Linked DNA regions of Arachis hypogaea: region 1 is linked to region 2. The links are chromatin contacts, called in public Hi-C maps. All regions are on one chromosome and are shown on one strand. Each heading gives the region's core, a stretch centred on a gene start, on an enhancer-like site or on the middle of the called end of the contact. The rest is flanking DNA. Distances are from core to core; before and after follow the strand shown.

The links. A called contact is a pair of places that touch in the nucleus more often than the background predicts.
Region 1: a contact with region 2 is called in a Hi-C map of leaf, with 2.1 times the contacts expected there. The contact joins the promoter of LOC112778545 here to the promoter of LOC112775824 in region 2. A contact is called at or near these places in 3 of 8 Hi-C or Micro-C datasets (leaf and an unstated tissue).

The regions. Positions count from the first base shown.
Region 1 is chr19:98,217,529-98,220,228 of arahy.Tifrunner.gnm2.J5K5, forward strand. LOC112778545 reads left to right here and starts at 1,410. Exons shown (of 4, transcript XM_025822852.1): 1 at 1,410-1,443; 2 at 1,992-2,265. The coding sequence starts at 1,410. It overlaps LOC112775088 (granule-bound starch synthase 1, chloroplastic/amyloplastic), which reads left to right. Exons shown (of 14, transcript XM_025818555.3): 12 at 105-191; 13 at 279-407; 14 at 787-1,134. The coding sequence ends at 903.
Region 2 is chr19:97,856,677-97,859,376 of arahy.Tifrunner.gnm2.J5K5, forward strand. LOC112775824 (nuclear pore complex protein NUP98A) reads right to left here and starts at 1,273. Exons shown (of 13, transcript XM_025819708.3): 1 at 770-1,273.

The sequences.
Region 1 (2,700 bases), core at 160-2,659, 360 kb after region 2:
GTCGAGTTTTACATGCCTTGCTTGATTCTAGACCTTGATATGTTCAATGCCGATATTTTTGTTTCATTGTCTAAGGCATTAATTCTGCTGCGACATTGCAACAGGTTCCGATAGTTTCCTCAACTGGAGGACTTGTTGACACCGTGATAGAAGGATATACTGGATTCCATGCTGGAGCATTCAGTGTTGAGGTATAAAGATGTATACAAATACCCTTGTTTCATTTTGATTTGATAGAGGAGTTAACTAAAGATTGATAACTTGCGTTTGTTCTTCAGTGTGATGCTGTTGACCCAGCTGATGTGGAAAAGTTAACTTCTACCGTCATTAGAGCCCTTACAACCTTCGGTACCCCGGTCTGGAAAGAGATAGTCCAGAACTGCATGGCCCAAGACTTCTCATGGAAGGTAATAGCACACACCACGCAGCATGTAACTTAAACTATTTCTCTTTAAAATTTAAACTATTCCGTAAGAATTGCGAATAATTTTTTTTATATAATATGTCCTTTTACACAAGTGACAGGCCCATCCTACCATTTTTCAAAATTTCAACTTTTATTCAGAAAAATGGAGAGTAACAATGATTGAATTCTAGACCTATTTGTTATTAAAAGTTTTGATGGCATGACATGAAAATCATCCCTCCCGAAAGCTTAAGTTGTTAGACAAGCCAAGGCAAGGGAATGATCTCATGCTATTTACTTATAGCACGCTTGTTTAGATATAAAACATAAACGGAAAAATAAAGTTCCACTAATCATTAGGATGATTGATTATGTTGCAGGAACCAGCAAAACTATGGGAAAAGATGCTGTTGAGCCTTGGCGTTGCTGGCAGTGAACCTGGAATTGAAGGAGAGGAGATTGCTCCTCTCGCAAAGGAAAACCTACCCACCCCTTGAACACCGTCCCTAATAGATAGATAATAAATATATTTCCTTAGTTCACAAAGTAATGGCCATGGCCAAGAAATTTATGTAATGCTTGGCCTGCATTATGGTTTAATTTGTAGGTATAGCCATCAGCTCATAAAATTATCAACTGGGTTCCAAGGGATCCGGTAGTTTTATATTGGAACTTGAGTGTAAAGTTCTTTTTGCAAGCAATTTATAAAACTAAGTAACTAACATAAACTTCATCTCGAAAAATAAAAAGGGTTAAAACAAAAAGACACTAACTTATATCCAACATGAGCAACAGAGTAAGGTGTGTAAACTCTATCAATTAAACTTGAAGCACCTGACTCTTGGGTAATGATGTACTCTATTAGTGTATAAACTATTAGTAGATAGGCTTCATAGAGAAGCATGCCATATCTGTTTTCTTATATATTCTTTTGCCATTGGTTTTGCACTTTATGTAATTTCAAAGTTCAGATTCAGATTACTGCAAAGTAAATGCTCTTATAATGACATCTTCACATGAAGATGACATTGCGAACCGTTAGATCGTTCAATGCAAATCTAAATTGTTGTTTGCATGCATCAAGTTTTACCAATGGAAAATATTGTGTATTATGTTAATATTGTATTCGTATGATGTGACTCTGAGATATTGTATCAACTTATACATTTTCTATCATCTATTGTTGTATCAGGTGGCTTCATCATTTGAAATGTGGTTTATATTTTATTCCATAATAAATGATATCTGAGTTAATATGATATTTATGAGTGTATAACACTGATGTAGGCCCTTGTGGGTTTATTGATATAATAATTTTCACATCTAATACATGTAATAAGATATGAATATTAGTATGTTTTTCATCCACATGTTTGGAGAAAGTAAATATTTGACATTATTATTTATTATTAATAATTTTGAAAAGGGGAGAGATAGTTATGTGTGGAAGGGATCATATTAAAAAATAATTTCAACTGTGTTGTTTTTTTGGTTTATGGTGCTCATATTAAAGAGAAAAAATTTGTTATGTGGGAGGAGTTGAGCTATACTGCTAAATTGTGTTAGGTCTCTTGTTGTTTTATAGGAGACTTTAATGAGATTGTAAACGTTGAGGAAAGAAAAGATACTACTAGCCTAACAGCATCTGCTGAAGACTTCAAAGATTGGATACAAGATATAAACTTGTTGGACTTACTGCTTAATGACCGTAATTTTACGTGGTTCAGAGGTCGTTCCTGCAGTCGGATTGATAGAGTTCTGGTTAGTCTGGAATGGGTTGAGGAGTTCCCTGAGATTCGCTTAAGAGGAGGACCGAGGGGCTTGTCAGATCACTGCTCGATGATAGTGGAAGATTCAAGGTTGAGAGATGGACCTAGACCGTTTAGAAGCCTAGACTCATGGTTTACACATGAAGATTTTTTCAGAATGGTAAAAGAGGAATAGAGGGGGCTAGGGGAGCTACAATTCATAAATAAATTGAAGGCCTTGACAATTCCTTTGGGGAGATGGCATAGAGACAATTTTGGAGACATGGATAACAAAATTACGAAATTTGAGGAAGAGATCAAGAAGATAGATAACATGGTAAGCAATGGAGTATATCCCGGAACGGTGGAGGCAAGAAGAAAGGCGTTAGTGACTTTTTGTGAGAAGTGGTATGTGAGAAAAGAATTACCCTGGAAATAGATAGCTTCAACAAGAAGGAGGAACAACAGGATTGATGCACTGGTAATTAATGGAAGGTTGGTAAGAAATCAAGTAAGAATAAAAATTGCTATTAGAGAGTTCTACAA
Region 2 (2,700 bases), core at 23-2,522:
AAGTATTAAAAGAATTATATATTATCTTTCTCTGCCAAAATCTACAGAGAGGAAAGCAGTTTCTTCCATTTTATTTTGTTTCAACTCCTGAAAAGTGAGGAAACGAACAGCATTTTCCTTGTAGTGATAAATTAATACTCGTTAATAAACCCCATTGTCAATTGGCTCAAAAAGCTTTTCACCCGTATCAAAAACTGAGGAATACAGGACAAAACAAACACCTTTGAGTTTTACTGCCCACTAAACATGTAAAACTTGAAAACATGAAAAGGATTTACTAATCTAGAATCATCAAATTAACACCAACACTCTCCAAAATTGTGCTTTTCTGACTGATAAAGGAATTATTACATCTACCTTCACAAATCAAATTTCACTAACATAGTAATAAACAAATCAAATACTACCATAAACTACATCATATGTCATATATTTCATTGCTTTCGATAAAAATCATCAACATATATATTACCAAATATGACATACCTATTTGACAAAATTTTTCAAACCTAACACAAACCCTCATGCCAATAACTCACAGCACAAACAGAGTTCATCAAAAAAATAAATACATAAAAATAAAACATAAAAATCTAAACATAAAACAATGTCAAACCACATGTTCTAGCAGAAGCACTAACAGTTTAAAAGGAAAAAAAAAAATTATCAAAGAGAAACATAGATGAATACCTAGATTTCTAAGATGTCAAGCAATTATAGATACATAAATACATTAAAATACTGAGGTATCCTTAACCCAAATCCTTACCTGAAGAAGAAGATCTTGTGCTTGAAAAAGATGAACAAGGTTGCAGAATACAAATTAAACTCTCTCTGGGGTTATTGCTGAGACGTGAGGAGAGAGAGAGAGAGAGAGAGAGGCGAGGGAGGCGCGGCGACAACACGAGCAGGAAGCACAGCTCGAGCAGACGGAAACGACGTGACAAAACGACGGAAACTTTAAAAAAAAACGGAGGCGTTCTTAAACAAAAAAAAAAAAAAAGATGGCGCAACGAAAGAGAGAAAAACTTACAGTGATATTGTTGGGAAATGGATCTTGGTTCCGAAGAGTGGGAACGGTGGTGGATTAGGGGAGAGAGAGAGGAGGAGAGAGAGAGAGAGAAATGGGGGTTTGGGTCACAGTGACAGAGAGAATGGGGATTGTATGACTAATAGTAATAAGTGCTGCATCATAGCGTTAAAATTCCGTCCTAAACAGAAAAAAAAAATTGGAAATATAGCGTTAAAATCACGAAGGTAAACCATCTTCTACGAGTATGGCAGGAAATCATTTATTTATTTTATTTAGCTTGAAATTTTTATGTTTTATTTATTTTTCTCTAATATTATCTTTTCATTTTGTTATTTTTTATATGGATAATTAAAATTGAAAAAAAGATAACCTGTTAATTAGGCTACAATATTATTTTTAAAAATTAAAAACTGAGCTACATACATTTTTACAAAAAGAAAAATAAAAAAGTTAAAACCAATGATTTATTATTTTATCTATTATTTTTATATTTTAGTAGCATTAGCATTTCCCTGAACACCAATTGCCTTTTTTGGGGAAAAAAAACGCAATGTTAATTTTAAATATTTAATATTTTCAAAATGTTTCAATTTTATTCTATTGGTATATAGTATACGAAAAATTTAGAGTAAATTACTATTTGTATCCAGAAAAGTTAAAAACGCTGACATATCTACCCATAAAAAAAAAGAAATTACTATTTGTACCCATGAAATATGGATTTTGCACAACAAAATTATTCAAACACTAACAAATCACCTAAAATCTCTAAATTACCCTTATCTTCACCACCATTTTTCTAATCTCAAATCTCACTACTACCCAAACACTTCTTCACCACCATTAACACCATCACCGTCACCACCACCGCCATCACCACCTCTACTACTCTTGGACCGGTTCTCAACCTTCATCTAAAAGTTCAAAACTTCACCCCATCATAAAACACCCAATTCAGCCAACTTAAGCACATGCCAGAGTTTGAATACACAAAATCTAGAGACTAGAGTTAGAATTCACAGCCTCAATTGGTGTAACAATGGTGGAGATATCCAATTTTCCATTAAACCCAAAGCCCGCAAAAGAAGAAACTCTGCAATCTCAGATGCAGAAATCTATACCCAACCCTAAAAACGTACGAACAATTAAACCCGACTTCAAGTGCCTCATCCTCAACCTCACAGTTCTCTTTTCATTTATTCTAGGTTTTCCTGTTCCTATGAAAATCCATCGAAATCTACCGCGCTCCACTCCCCTTCGGCCGAATTGAATTCTTCTCCTTGCAACTGGAGTCCAATCCCTTACTTCCCCTGCTGATTTCGAGCCATATTCGTCGGCGTCAAGGCTTGGTCAGATCCTGGCAGCGAACATGAGAGCAAACAGCAAAGCGGCAGAGAGAACCCCAGCGCGGTAGAGAGGGCAGCTTGTGTGGAAACGAAGCCAAGTATCGATGCAATCAACATGGAAGGTTTGTGAGCAAAGAGGCAAGGTTTGAACATAATCATCTTCTTCGAATTCGAAGCAGCAAATGACACCGTTGTGGTGTGAAGATGAACGGCGAGAAATGTCATTGAGTTCCCTAGTGTGTATAGGGCAGTATAAAAGGAGAAAGGGATGGTTTTGATGGTGATGACGTTAGTGGTGGTGGTTGTTGGGGATGAGAGTGG